Regions from separate parts of the Pan troglodytes genome. Here region 2 is linked to region 1. Evidence: chromatin contacts called from public capture Hi-C data. All regions are on one chromosome and are shown on one strand. The core of a region is the stretch at or near the end of the contact, and the rest is flanking DNA. Distances in the headings are between cores, read along the strand shown.

Region 1 (7,723 bases), core at 2,905-5,404:
TATAAATATTTTTCTTTTAAAATATCATTGCTTTGATGTTTTTCATTGATGTACTTAATTTTACTTCAGGTGAAATGAAAGGAGGGCGTGAGATATTTTATGTTCGTCAAAAGGAAGCATGGGTGAAAAAGGCTTGAACGGCATCGCCCCACTAAATCACAAGGAGGAGAATAAGGTTCTTTCTCCCTTTGCCTTGCTGGCTTTAGGGCCATGCTCTTTTTCCATGCAAACTGCCGTTGCCTTTGGAGGAGAAGGTGGTGAGGTTATGCTCTTAAATAGGGTAAGCAATGTTCTGGAAAATAGTTTTACAGTACAGTTGAGATTTGGAGTGCTTAGAGAATGTGCATTATGGTATAAGTATCAGAGTTAAACTAAAATCCCGATGAATATTAGTTCATAGTTCTTCTTTTACTCTCTTTTTGAAGTATGCGCTAGTCACACCATTAAAATGATCTGAAAAAATCCTGACTTTTTCTTTTTTTTAAGAGATGGGGTTTCACCATGTTGGCCGGGCTGGTCTCGAACTCCTGACCTCAAGTGATCCTCCCGCCTCGGCCTCCCAAAGTGCTGGGATTGTAAGCGTGAGCCACCATGCCCAGCTAGACTATTTTTATTGTATTACCAGATGATGTTCTGTGTTCATGAGGCTCATAACCTGTTTGTGCATGTGTGTCTCTGGTTTTCACATCTTGCCCCTACTATTAGGGTCTTATCTTGTGAGGAGGTGGGCCACTCCATGTCCCTTTCCTCTCCTATTGCCGCTTCTCTCATTGATGTCATTGTCAGGTGACAAACCTGGGTGCCCTGCCAGGAGCTCTGGATTTGAATGTGGGCCCTCATCCCTGCTCTACTCTTTAAAAGCTGCAGGGTCTCGGACAAGTGACTCTCCTATTGGAGGATTCAATGAGATGAAAACCATAAATGTATCAATTTATTCTTTACTGTTTTAAAACTTTGAGTTTTGAGTAAATTTCTTTTGTTCTGTCTGCTTATGTAGATATAACAGTATATGGTTATTAGAATTATTAGGCTATGTATCTTGCAAAGGACTGAAATTGTCATACTTAGTTTCAAAGTATGCAGATTGAGTAACAGAAGCTGTCTGTGCAGTCAAATCTGGCTGATCCCCATTATGGTTTTTGAGACATTCAAGGTAACTCAGAAACCAGGAGATTAAAAAAAGAACGAAGCTAAGGAGTGTTTTGGCAGAGCACGGTGGTTAACTCCTGTAGTCCCAGCACTGTGGTAGGCCGAGGTAGAAGGATCGCTGGAGCTCAGGAGTTCAAACACAACATAGTGAGACCCCATCTCTACAAAAAAAAAAAAACAAAAATTAGCCTAGTGTGGTGGTGAACACCTGTAGTCCCAGCTACTCAGGAGGCTGAGGTGGCAGGGTTGCTTGAGTCCGGGAGGTCATGGTTACAGTGAGCTGTGATTGTGCCACTGTACTCCAGCCTCTGGCAACAGAGTGAGACCCTGTCTCAAAGAAAAAGAAAAAAGAAAAAGAAAAAAGAGATTTTTCTCTTCACGGTTCTGTTGAGTTCCTGGCCCTCCTTTCCTGATGCCAATCTAATATAGCATAACGACTTAATTTTGCTCTTGAATTGTACACAGAGGCTTGGTGAGAACCCTCCCTTGGCTGGAGGCCCGTGTGTAACCATATGGTGCTTCACGGAATGCAGATAATGGCTTTATTTTCCTCCCTGTCTTAATAGGTGGAAGCCTGTGCTAGCAGGTAGAAGATCTTTTATAAAGAACAAACGAAAGCATTACACTGGTATTATTCATGCCAGAGCACAGCAACTGTTAGCTGCTCTGAAAACTGTAATTCCTTTTCTTCTACCTGCTGGATATTTTCACCCATGACCCTTAAGAGAATGCGGGTGATCTCAGCCCTTGCTGCGAAGGTCATTGCTCACAGCTCCCCATCTTGCTGTGTCCTTTGTTCTGATGTCACTGGGGTTGGGCCTGGGGCCTCTTTGGGAGGCTGGCAGGCAGGTAGGCTGGGAAGGTGAGGGTTGGCAGTGTGTCCTCTTCCGGAAGTACAGGGTGCTGTCCCCACTGTCACACCCCACCACCTCCCTTTTGGGCCCTGCCTAGAGGGGAGGGGAGGGGTCCCTGCTGCTCCAGCAGCCTCCCCCTCCGCATCCCTGCGGAGCACCCATCCCTGTCCCTGTTCCTGCCGGGCTGCATTCTGACCCCTGCCCCAGGTTTGTGAGTCTGTAGGGTGGGGTTCTAGTCACAGAGTTGGAGCTTAGGATCTAACAGAAATGGATGGGGCTTTAGAAGTCTATGTCCCCCACCCTGCCCTGCCCTAAAAAGGATGCTTGTGTGTGGAAAAGGTGATACAGTTTGTGTCGGGTCTTGCAGCCAGGCTGGCTGGGGGTGCCTAGGTCTCTGGGATTTGCCCTCCTGGGCAGGGTGCTCTGCAAACTTCCCGGCCTGATCAGCCTTTCAGGCCCCCGATTATGGTGTCTCTGCCACCCACGTGCTAGGGAGCATCAAACCCCCATAAGCCACAAGCCTAGATGGGATTCCTGTGCCCTCCAGAGAGGACAGATCCCATCCATGCTGGAGAGTGAGCTTTTAAAAAGCTACTGCTAATGGAATTCTGGCTGTAGCTTAGATTGAGAAGTAACCCATTTATGTATATCATGGTCTCCAACCTTTTTGGCACCAGGGACTGGTTTTGTAAAGGACAGTTTTTCCACAGACTGGCATGGGGGATGGTTTTGGGATGACTCAAGTGCATGACCTTTATTGTGCACTTTATTTCTGTTATGATTACATTGTTATATATAATGAAATAATTATACACTCACCATCATGTAGAATCAGTGGGAGCCCTGAGCTTGTTCTCCTGCAACTAGACGGTCCCATCTGGGAGCCAGTGACAGATCATCAGGCATTAGATTCTTATAAGGAGCACACACCCCAGATCCCTCACATGTACAGTTCACAAAAGGGTTCACGCTCCCATGCAGATCATCAGGCATTAGATTCTCATAAGAAGCACACACCCCAGATCCCTCACATGCACAGTTCACAAAAGGGTTCACGGTCCCATGACCATCTAACGCTGCCGCGGATCTGACAGGAGGCGGAGCTCAGGTGGCCATCTGAGCGATGGGGAGCAGCTGCAAATGCAGATGAAGCTTCCCTGGCTCACCTGCAGCTCTCCTCCTTCTGTGCAGCCCAGTTCCTAATAGGCCACAGTACCGGTCTGTGGCCCAGGGGTTGGGGACCCGTGTGATATACATGATTGTATTTAATCTTCCTAGAAACTCAGTGAGGCTCTTCTTATCTCTATTGTCTGAGAGGCTGAAATTCAGAGAGGTTAAGTATCTTGCTGGAGGTCCAGCTGTGCAGTGCTGAGACCTCAGCCCAGGTCTGCCTGACTCCACGGCTGAGCCTGGACATGGCTCTCCTAGCCTTCCTGTGTCCGACCCATCTGCTGTGCACCTCCTGAGAACCTTCGGGTGCTCTTGAAAGCTTGTATGATCTACGTTTTTCTTTCAATATAAATGTAACCGCAATGATCTGGTGATGATTCTCTCTTTTTAAAACTATCACTTGGGCTGAGCGTGGTGGCTCACACCTGTAATCCCAGCACTTTGGGAGGCCAAGGTGGGTGGATCACCTGAGGTCTGGAGTTCAAGACCAGCCTGGCCAACATGGTGAAACCCCATCTCTCCTAAAAATACAAAAATCCGCTGGGTGTGGTGGTGGACGCCTGTAGTCCCAGCTACTCGGGAGGCTGAGGCAGGAGAATCACTTGAACCTGGGAGGCAGAGGTTGCAGTGAGCCAAGATCGTGCCACTGCACTCCAGCTTGGGCAAAAAGAGCAAAACTCCATCTAAAAACAAAACAAAACAAAACAAAAAACAAACAAACCAAAAAACCCCCAACTATCATCTGGAGGCAACAGCTGGCTGTCCAGAAGTAGACTGTTGAAAGGCAAACTGTTACACAATAAAAGACTTTCCTTCCCACTAGCCCATCACATTCCTTAGGCTCATAGACCTGGAAGATGAGGGAATGTGGAGCTGTGCTCTCTGCCCTAATCGTAGTAGCTCTGGTGAGTCACCAGATGTCTGGCTCACAAGAAGTTTCAGCAAAGCACGTCCTCATAGCTCTGGGCCCGAGAGACAGCAGTGCCTAAAGGGCTGTCACACTTCCCAGCCCATCTGGCGGAGGCTGCCGCAGGTTTGAAAACTTACCTGATGAGCAGAGGCCTTTCAATTCCAGAGACTTTCACAACTTTCCTGGCGTTTTCCTTGGCTCTTAACATCTGTGCCTCTAGACTGTAAATCCTCTAGGGCAGGGATTTTGTTCTTTGGCACATTTTAGCTATTGTAAAGCATAATGTACAGCATACGTTAAAAACAGTATAACAGCAAGGAAATTTTGTCCTTCAAATGCGGCTTCAGGTCTTGATCTTTTTCCCAGATACGCAGACATGTGTAGCCATGTATCGTAAAATCAGCTACTGAACTTTCTGTGAGAAGTGGTTTCCATGAGATCCATTTGTGGTGTTATTGCAAACTTGGGAAGGCATCAGATGTTAGAACAATTCAGCAGTTTTATACATACAATGGTTTTTTTGAGCTTTAGCTCATAAACCGTCACCTACTTTAAAATAATTTTGGGATTAAAACAATGTGATAATAAATTCATACTGGCCAGAATAGGATAATTTAAGCAGGGATACCCTCATAGCAATTTTTTTTTTCTGGGTCATAAAGCTAATAAAATATTCTCACCACCTGCTAATGTTCCTCATATTTTATTATAAATTATTTCTCACCGACATTCTATTTTCATTTAAGCCTATTTTACTTTCCTAGGCCTTGGGCCTTGGGTAATTTCCTTAGGTAAATTTCTGTTACATCTGATTTGAAAAGGCATGCTGGAGAGAGGGAAATGGAACGGCCAGCCATCTGGATGAACTCTGAGAGCTTCTCAAATAAACAACCACAAATATATTATTGTGTTATTCGTGTACCCTAAAACTTAAAGTATAATAATAATAAAATTTAAAAAAGATATTATTGTGTGATTATAGAAAAGTTTCTTAATTTGCTGTAAACTGGTAAACAGAAATTATATTTATTTGACATGGGATAAAGTTTTGAGGGAAGCACAGAGTAAAATGTGCATTTTGTAAAAATAACAGAATCTGAACCAATAGAAGATTTATTTAGTATGTATTATGTGATGCACCAATACTAGGCACCATGGGAGAGGCAGGAGACATCATGCATTTAGTTCCAGCTGCTCAGGACTCAGGGCTTCCCCAGACACGCAGGGCAGCAGACTGTGGCGGGTGGTTAAGTGCCCAGATGGGGGCTTCCAGGCAAGTGCTGTGAGCTCGTGAAGAGAGGGGACTGATAGAGTTCAATTGTGACCCTTGCCCTGGACTGCTAAGTGTGCAGTCACAAGTGGGTTCTCTTCTTGGCCTGCACAATTGGAATGTCCCCATGTCTCCTATCTCCTCACACAATCTTGGGCTTGGGGATCGGGGAGGAACATGGTGGATAATCCCTGGCTCTTAAGGACCAAGGAGGCTGCTCATCAAAGACACTTGCTGAAAAGAGGCAGAGCTAGGACTGAGTGTCCAAGGTCACCCCATGGTGTCAGGAGGTCGTGGTGGATGGTCTCAGGTCCACCATGAGGACGGCTGGGACATTCTTCCAGCTTATTTTGCTTTGAGGATCTTGAGCTAATTATGCATGAGGAGGAGAGGCTGTGGGCGAGGAAGGAAGGATGTGTTCTTAGGAGGGAGATGCAGCTGATGAGGCTTCCCAAGCAGTAGCTTGGGAGGAAGGTGGGCCGGGAGCGGTCAGCCTTCACACAGCTGGGCCATCCCTTGACCTGTGTGAAGCGCGTGCTGCAGATGGCAGCGGTCAGCTCGTGTCATCTCCTAGCATCCCTGGACCGCAAAACAGGCTTGCACTGGGTGGCAGGCAACCTTCAGAGGGTGGATAGACGTTCCTTCCGGCCTGAGTGCAGGCAGCCACCCTCGCTGTAGGTGTGTGTGTCCGTGCCTCTGTCCTGCCAACGTGGGTGCAGCGCCCGACCCCTCCCTGCCCGTCCTCTGTGTCCCAGGACTCGCGGTGAAGCCCTGAGCATGGGCTTCCATTGTTATTTTCTGAGGATAGCTTGACAGGACAGGGGCAACCTAGACCTAGTGGAGCAGGAGTCAGGGTCAGCAGCTCGGAGGTGGCTGGGGCTGGACTTTGCCGGGGAGGGGTTCAGATTTAATGCTTCGAGCAGTGGAAAGCTGCTCTGGGCTCCTGAGCACAGGCAGGGTGTGATAAAATCAGTGTTTGGGGAAGTTTAGTCTGGGAACGAGTATGGCAGTCAGTTTGGCAAACGATGGGGAGAAGGCGTGAGAAGGGTCGTTGGCTGTGAGCTGAAAATCGACACCATTTGCAGTCGCTGAAACCTTTGGGTAATCTATCACCTCTTCTTCTGCTCTTTCCTGTTTGTCTAATCTAGAAGTTCTCAGTTTTTAGTGCACAACAGACTCATCGGGAAACATGTTAAAACACAGACTCCTGGGCCCCACTCCCAGGGACTCCAGCTCAGCAGACCAGGAGTGGGGCTGGGAACCTGCATTTCATTTTCATTTTGCTCCTTAGATGATTCCAGTGCAGTTGATTGGAGGACCAAGTTTGAGAAAACAAACTCAACTGCCAGGTTCCATCTGGTTTTGGTCTTTTTTCCCTTTCTGTTGGGGCACTTCTTTCTGTTCTCATCACCACTGCTAGTCCTGACCCCTCCATGGTTTCCCTGAGCCTTGCCCCTCACTGTCCTCATCAGCAAACCTGTTCCCCTGAGAATGGCTTGCTCATCTATCTCAGGGGATACCCAGGCAGCATCTGGCTCCAGCGACTCCCTGTCCCCATCGCTGGCCTTCGAGGCACAGTTCGTCTTCCCTGTGAAAGCTGCCACTCTGACCTCCCTGCTGAGTAAGTGTAACCTCTCTGCTTTCCATTTCCATGGCTTGTATTCTCTACACCACTTCACTCCTTTCAAATACGAGCCATTAGCTTGTCGAAAGAGCAAGAGCTTGGCATCACACAGCCCTGGGACGGCTGCCTGCTAGCAATGTGGCCCTGGCAGGTCACACCATCGCCCTCAACTTCAGTTTTCCCGACCGCGGAATCTGTCCCTCAGGGTTTGTGGAGGCTTAAGTGGGAGGATACACAGTGTCCACCACATAGAATGTGTTTGGACAAATGCTATTTCTCTTTCTTTTCTCTGCGTCTGGAATCGCCAGCTGGACCAAAGACCCTCAGAAGAGAAAGGCGGTGTTTTATGTTCCTCTCTGATCTCATCATTGAGCTTGCTGCTCAACAGGCAATCATAATGCAAAAGGCAGTGATAGTAGTAGCAGTAATGGTAATAATAGTAATAGCAAATTTATAAGTATTTATGATATGCCAGGCATTACATATAACATGACTTATTTAATCTTCTCAACAGAGCTTTGAGGTATTGGCTGTCATTAACACCATCTGAGGAAACTGAGGCACAGAGTGGTTAGGTGCCCAGGGTCACCTAGCTGTTATGTAGTATAGTCAGTATTTGAACTCAGAAAGTCTGGCTGCAACCACCGTATTTTTATAGCACTGAAATAAAAATAACCCCTATTTTATTGTTATGAAAAATGTCAGTCATTTATAGAAATGGAATAGCGTGGGTGCGGTGGCTCACA
Region 2 (7,723 bases), core at 1,637-4,136, 340 kb after region 1:
AAAGAGGAGACATCTTTGATTAGGAACATTCACACTCATTGTTTTGAGGTCATTGGACTTAAAAATAAATGCGTTGCTTTATGTTTCTGCAGCGCCTGCCAGCTTGGTGCAATTATTTAACAAGTAGAATACAGAAAAGGAAACAAAAATAATTTTCCTGCATAAGGACAAAATATGTGAGCCCTGAAGTTTTGACTTAAACACTTTTTACTTTTAGAAAGCTAATTTTTAACAAAGCTCAAAGAAATTTCCTGACAATCCAATTCATCTTCACCACTGTGCAAAGTTGGAAAAGAGCAATAATTAATTACCGCATTGAAAATGAAATCTCTTTTGAGGCACACTCCCATTTTATTGAGTTCTTATAGAGGCTTCTCAAAAGATGGTAGATATTTGGAGGGAGGAGCTTCTTACTTGGGGCATGTCTACCTCCATACAGAAAAGTCAGCCAACATCTCCATCCTGAAGCACCTCCGTCTTCTGGCTTGTGATAAAGCTTCCTTTTCCCACCCACTGGGCTCCCTCCTCTCCCCAGTGACCAGGTTGGCTGCGTTCCTCACACTAGTAGGTGGTGACTTTGGCAAAAACCAGGCTCCGCCTGCAGGTGGTGGGAGTACCCCTTTTATGTTCTCTTCCCGTGTCTTCACCTAGGACAGAAATTCTCCTCATGCCACGGGCAGAGACACTGCACTCATCCCGCAGCTGCCCCACCTGTGCCTGGGGCAGGGGTTGGGAGGTAAGGATAGGAAATTTAACTCAGTAAAAAAAAGCACATTTAGGATAGCTTTTCTTTCTTTATTTTTTGAGACAGAGTCTCACTCTGGTGCCCAGGCTGGAGTGCAGTGGTGCGATCTCGGCTCACTGCAACCTCCTTCTCCTGGGTTCAAGCTATTCTTCTGCCTCAGTCTCCCAAGTAGCTGAGACTACAGGCATCCACCACCATGCCCAGCTAATTTTTGTAGTTTTAGTAGAGACAGGTTTCACCATGTTGGCCAGGCTGGTCTCAAACTCCTGACTTCAGGTGATCCGCCCCCCTTGGCCTCCCAAAGTGGGATCAAGCTTTTCAATTGGAGTAGAACTTAGAATGGCCAATGAGTGATGATTTCAAACAGAAGAGACTAGTTACCAGAATATTAGTGGATCAACTTTTAATGCCGGGAATTGATAGAAAATGATGGAACCCAGCTCTTAAGGAGTGTGAACTAATCAGGGACTTTACCAGCTGAATCAAGTACAAACCCATCAGTCAACCATCCCCCGCCCGCTTTTTTGGGGGGAAAGAAACAAGTGGAAGCAAGCTCATTTTTGCTAGCTTGGTTAGTTTTGTTTGTCATTGCTAGAATATGTGACGTAGGTATGATGCTGGCCTGCCCAAGTTCACGGCCTCGGGCCAGGTGCGCCCATAGAGAAGTGAGAGCAGCCTCTCAAGTCTCAGGAGTTAACTTCACAGCAGCCGCAGCTGGTTTGTCCTGATCAATGATCACCGGTGATCTGCATATCAACAGATGGTGCTGGGAGCAGACACTGGGTCTCATTCAGTGATTCACGTCTATAATCCTCCTTGGGTGCTCTTTGCATAAAAGCTGTTGACAGATAATCTGCTTTAGGGATCAAAGAGCAACTCAAGGGGGCTGCATCCTTCTGATAGTTTCCCAGTCCAAACGTTAGACTCCACGGGAATAGGGGAGATTTTTTAGTTAAAAACAGAAGGAACAGGTAGGATGAGAACTGGCAGGAACTGAGGACCTATGAAAACCATGTGGCCTAAGTGGAAGGAATTTTGGAGCCCAGCAAACCAGAGTTCAAATCCCATCCCAGCCACCTCACACGACTCATTCCACTTTATTGAGCCTCAGTTTCCTCCTCTGAAAAATGGAGATAATCATACCTTTTTTCAGAGTTAAGTGGTTTCAGGTAGGGAAAGCTTTGGCACGATGTCTTCCGCACGACGTCTGGCGTGGAAAAGGCCAATCCTATCAAATGGGCCTTTTAAAAGGCCACTTTTTAAAATGGCACTTTGAAAAATCCTCTTCTAGGGAGGGATGGGGCCGGGCAGTCCATTTCTTACTTGATATCTACAGACCATTTGCAGAGGAAAAGTCTCAAATCCCCTTGACGAAAAGAAAAGCAGCACCACGTTGCATCTGCCTTGCACAGGAAGCTGGAAGCTTTGCACGGGGGTGAAAGTTACAGGCAGAAACTGCCCGCGGGGCTCCGGACAGCAAGGAGCGAGCCCTCTGAGCCTGGCCACGCTGGCCCGCCACTGCCCTCTGCTGGCGGCTGCGGTCATCACCACCGCCCGCAGCCGTCCCCGAAGTCCGCCGAGAGGCGCCAGGCTGGGCCAGCCTTGAATTCTGTGTTTGCTTTTCCCTGTTTGAAGGCCACCCCCAGGATTCGCAGGAATCTGACAGCTGCTTGTGACTGTGCTGAAGATGCCGAGAATGTAGGCAGAGCCCGGGCAGGGCCGGCGGGCAGGCGGCCACGCGCTGCAGCAAACGCCAGCCTCGGGGCGTTGAACCTGGAGCCGGGGCCTTGCCTGGGCTGTCCTGGCTGGGAGTCTCGTGCTGTGCCCCCCGCTTCCTCATTCCCCCACCCCACCCTCCTAACCCTTGTTGTGTTTCATTTTCCCTTTTAGGATGTGTGCTTCTTATTTGGGATTTTATTATTCTTGACCCCAGCCCTTTCTTTCCCTCCTTCTCTTAGTTCCTCTTTGGGTTAAGTTTATGATTTTTTTAAACCACAATTTGTAATGGTCACTGCAGGGGACGTTTAACTTTGAACACCCCTTTGTTCCTCCAAAGGCGAAATTCCTCCTGCGCCCTGCATGGCCCATTCAGGAGCGTCTGTGACCCAACCTCTCTGGCTCTGGGGAGAGGGCAAAGTGTGGCATCTAGCCCTAGCCAGGCCAGCGAGGAGCCGCATTCCTGCCACAGTGACCGTGGCTCCAGGATCCAGGCTGGGCGGGAGGATTTTTCATGCTGGAGGAATCCATTCCTCTCGGTGGCCGAGCTGGGAAGAAATGTCCCCATGTGAAGACACGGTCCCAGGAAGAGACGCTGGGGCTACAGCCAGGGCCGCGGGGAGGGCAGCAGGGGAGGGTGAGTTCCGCTCTCCTGGCTCCTGCCTCACCCCTGCTTCTTTTTGCAGGAGCCAGCAGCCCTCTCTCTGCCTGGAGTAGCAGGCCTGGGATTTCTGTCACTTGCTTCCTTTGCCTGTCCCTGGCTCCTCTCTCTGCCGTCATCACATTTCTGGCCACCTTGCCCTCCTCCCCTGAGCTCACAGCTCCTGGGCAGGGTCCTGGCTGTGGAGGGCACCAGTTTAGAGCCGCTATAGATGAAGGCTCCAGGCCACAGTTGAGGCTTCTGAGCACTGGGCCTTAGCTGCCTGACTTTGCCCCTTTCTCCAAGGCCAATCACCGGTGGCAAATCTCACAAGCGACTTTGTGTTAAAAGTGATGACTACCTACGTTTACCTCTCACGAAGAGCTTACATTTAGTTTAAAAATTATCTATTATGAAAATATTCGAATGCACAAAACAGTGTGATAACACGGGACAGTGCTCCGCCCTGGTTTCCTGTGTCTTCCTCCCCACACTGGAATATTTGTAAAGCAAATACCAGACATCCCATCTGAAGTCATAAAGACTTCTGTGCCTGTCTCTAGTACTGAGGGACTTTTAAAAAAACATACTCTTGCTATCACACCCAACAAAATGAATATAACTATTTAATATCATTCAATACCCAGTCCATGTTGAGTTTTCCATAATTATCTTTAAAATGCCTCTGTGAAATTCGTTTATTTGAATCAGCATTTAGGCTGGGAAAGGTGGCTCACGCCTGTAATCCCAGCACTTTGGGAGGCCAAGGCTGGCAGATCTCTGGAGCCCAGGAGTTTGAGACCAGCCTGGGCAACATGGTGAAACCCTGTCTCTACAAGAAATACAAAAATTAGCTGTGTGTGGTGGTGTGCACCTGTAGTACTAGCTGCTCAGGAGGCTGAGGCAGGAGAATCGCTTGAGCCAGGGAGTTGAAGGTTGTGGTGAGCCGAGATTGCACCACTGCACTCCAGCCTGAGTGACAGAGTGAGACTCTGTCTCAAAAAAGAAAAGAAGGAAAAAAAAAAAAAAAGAATCAGCATTCAAACAAAACCCATGCATTTTATTTATGTTTCTTGAGTGTCTTTTAACTGATAATGGTTCTCCTCCATTTTATTAATTCTTGTCTATTTATTTATGGAGGGAACTGGGTCATCTGTCTGAAAACATCCTATATTCTGGATTAGGCTGATTGTATCCTCATGGTACCATTAGCATGTTCCTTAGTCTCCTGTATTTCTTGCAGACTCCTAGTTTGATCTACAGGTCTTAGATTCAGGTTCCATGTGCCTTAGGCAAGAATCCACTGCACGTGGTGCATGTACTTGCTCTCGCATCACGCCATGTTGCTCGTGGTGTCTGTTAAAGTGGATTGGTGGGTTTAGATGGTGTCAGCCTACTCTATCCACTGTCAAGGTTCATATCAACCTGCATGTAATGGTTTTAGCAACCACCGATAATCATCACCTACATCTGTTCCTTTTAGTCACAAAATCCCTTCCCAGTAGAAGTGTTCTCTGAAACAGGCAGGTTCTTTTAGGCATGTCTCTTTGGACTGTATACCCCTTACACTGAAGTGAGGGGGTGGATCAGTTATCTGTTTTAGTGTAACTGACAACCTCGAACCTCAAGTGGCTTAAACAATAGTCATGTATTCAGCTCACAAATCTGCCGTCTGGATGGAGCATGGAAGGGAAAGCTCCTCTCTGCTGGATGCAGCACCAGCAAGGGCAGCTCAGAGGCTGGGGTAACCTGACACCAGAGGGCTGGAAGGATCTGCAGGCAGTTGATGCTGGCTGCTGGCTGAGACCTCAGCTGGGTTGTCAGCAGCTGCATCCACCTGTGGCCTCTCCATATGGCCACCTGGCATCCTTACAGCATGGTGACCATGCTCCAGGCATGAGCACCCCAAGAGAGCAAAGAGAACAGGCTTGGCATTGATTGTGACCCAGATCCAGAAGTTACATACCATCACTTCTCCTGCATCTGTTGGTCAAAGCTGTCACAAAGGTCCACTGAGGTTCAAAAAGAGGGGACACCACTTGATGGGGGAATGTCAATGTCACAATATGAGAAGAACAAGTAGAATGGGATTTGTTACGGCAGCTTTCTTGGAAAATATGATCTGCCACCATGAGAAAACAAATTCAAATAATTAAGCGGTAAGTGTCACGAGCCAGACACATCACAGTTGACATACATTTGTCACAGCTTTGTCTAAGCCATTTAAAGAAGAAACTATTCCAAGTCCATGGCTGTAGTTTAGCTCCACTTCTTGCCTTGATAGAATAAATAGACATACTGATATAGTTAGTTATTTAAAAACTTGTGTGTTCACATAATTTGTTAGTTACAAACACATTGATTTTTTTTTTTAAAACCCCAGTGTATCAGGCACGATTCGAGATGCTGAGATAGAGCAGAGAAGAAGACGGACAGAATCCCTGTCCTCAGGAATCTTGCTCGCAGGCGGGAGAAGACAGATCATGAACATGTAAGCTAAAAGACGGGACAGTCTCAGGAAGTGAGGTGCAGTCAGCAGTGGAAGTAAGTGGAGAGTGTGCGAGGGAGGTGCAGCATTGGCTAGGCGGCCGGGAGGGTTTGGAGGGGGTGGTGAGATGACGCTTGAGTGGTGGCGGAAATAATGACGAGGACACAGCCATGGGAAACCTGGTGTAACAAGAGCATCCAGGGCGAGAGGGTGGGAAGGAAGAAGTGTGGGCAATGGGGGAGCTGGTGTCGCAGAAAAAGGTAGAGCCCAGTGATGTGGCGCATTGTCGGGAGGATTTAGATTTTACTCGAGGCATAATGGAAAATGCAGGCGGGTCTTCCTTTTAGAAAGGTGCCTCTAGGGACTTCTCAGGATGGGAGGTGTTTGAAGGGGAAATCTTATTTCTCACCCTTAGTCTTCCACGCAGGAGAGAAATTCAGCCAACACCTGCCTCCTGAAGAGCCTCCACCCTCTAGCTAGCAGTCAAGCCTCCATCATCCCCCAGCACCCAGCTACGCTCCTCTCCCCCAGTGACTTCAGGTTGAGGTGACTTTGGCAGAAAACAGCTCCAGCCCCTCCCATGCGGTCTGAAGGGTAATGCTGGCAGCCATAGGGGATGAACTGAGCAGCTCAGGATGGAAGCAGGGCGACTTGGGAGGACATAAGGCGGCCTGGACGGAGTGAGCAGTGGGCGCAGTGAACGGTGGCTGGGTTCCAATTTGTAATGACTAATGTGGGTTTTTTTCTGCATCTTCTCCATTTCAGTTTAAGGCCCACAGAAGGCTTATAAAAAGTAATATGACTTTAAAGGGTTTGATGTAGTCAAAATGCTGAAAGTGGAAAGTAATGCAATCTCACTTTTTTTGGCTTTTTAAATTGTAATGTACAAAAATAAATAGTTCCTGAGTGGCGTGCATACCAGCGACAGGAAATGTACATTCGTTCACCATTTGTGGGAGGAGCAACAGAACGATATTTATCCAGTGTTTTTTGTTTGTTTGTGTGTGTGTTTTAATTGAGACGAAGTCTCTGTCTCCCAGGCTGGAGTGCAGTAGCGCCAACTACAACCTCCGCCACCAGGGTTCAAGCAATTCTCTGCCTCAGCCTCCTGAGTGGCTGGGTCTACAGGCGCCCGTCACCATGCCCAGCTAATTTTTTCGTATTTTTAGTAGAGACGGGGTTCCACCATGTTGGCCAGGCTGTCTCGAACTCCTGACCTCAAATGATCCATCCCCCTCAGCCTCCCAAAGTGCTGGGATTACAGCCATGGGCCACCGCGCCCGGCCTATCAAGGGTTTTAAAAGTGTTCATTGGAGCCTTGGACCCAGTAACTCCACTTCAAGAAGTCTAACAAAAGAAAGAAATCAAAGGTGGGATTCATGAATGTGGATGTTCAACACAATATTGGAAACAATCTGAACATAAAACCAAACACAAACGATGTATTAAATTCTGCCCCCTTCATTCCTGACCTATTATAAATGGTGCAAGTTTCCATTTTCCAATCTTCCTAAGGTAGTTCAGGTACAATTACTTGAGGCAGAAGGTTGAATTCGATGACCAAGAAGGTCTAAGGGCAATGTTTTTGTGAAATAAATTTTTTGCCTACATGTAGCTGGTGCCCAGAATTTTGCTCTGGGGTTTACTATTCTCCCAAAAGAGCCAAGTGGCTAAATTTGAAGTGTCTGAAAGTGTCTGAGAGAAGAGAAAATAGTCTTTCCATTTAGGTGTTGGCAGGGTCACTGTGGGAATCTTACTTTCAAATTACAGAGTCCAAGTTGAAAGGGTCGTACAGATATTCTGGTTAAAACACCCACCCACTTCTGGAGTATCTGTTGTTTTCCAGGCACAGGTTAGGTACGGAGAAGAGGAGGGCATGATTCTAGTGCATAAGGGCTTTACAATGCAGCCCTGGGCATAAGAGAAGAAGGAAACACGTCACCACAGGCTGAGTGTGGAAGTGCCAGGTCAGATCCACAGTGAGTGAGGAGGTGGGTGGGAGATCCATCCCGGGGGGACACCTGGTGGGTCACGTCTGGGAACACTGCAGATCGTAATTCCCACAACTCTGAAGAAAAGAGATGAGAGGGTCTCAGACTCTAGAGAAATGCTAACTGAGTTAGAAATGAGAAGA

The links. Capture Hi-C pulls out chosen DNA fragments and counts their contacts.
Region 2: a contact with region 1 is called in a capture Hi-C map of stem cell-derived neural stem cells, with 3 times the contacts expected there. The contact joins two enhancer-like sites. A contact is called at or near these places in 4 of 7 Hi-C or Micro-C datasets (blood, induced pluripotent stem cells and stem cell-derived neural progenitor cells) and 1 of 1 other capture datasets (stem cell-derived neural stem cells).

Annotation. Positions count from the first base shown.
Region 1 is chr3:185,468,562-185,476,284 of NHGRI_mPanTro3-v2.0_pri, forward strand. All of the region lies in intron 1 of STOX2 (storkhead box 2), which reads left to right. Among named protein-coding and RNA genes, the nearest start is that of STOX2, 24 kb to the left of the region's middle. Within about 2 kb of position 4,155, at least 3 of the 24 cell types and tissues checked have an H3K27ac peak or open chromatin away from gene starts, as enhancers often do. A contact at or near this core is called in stem cell-derived neural stem cells, where this site is marked.
Region 2 is chr3:185,813,460-185,821,182 of NHGRI_mPanTro3-v2.0_pri, forward strand. All of the region lies in intron 3 of ENPP6 (ectonucleotide pyrophosphatase/phosphodiesterase 6), which reads right to left. Among named protein-coding and RNA genes, the nearest start is that of ENPP6, 100 kb to the right of the region's middle. Within about 2 kb of position 2,887, at least 11 of the 24 cell types and tissues checked have an H3K27ac peak or open chromatin away from gene starts, as enhancers often do. A contact at or near this core is called in stem cell-derived neural stem cells, where this site is marked.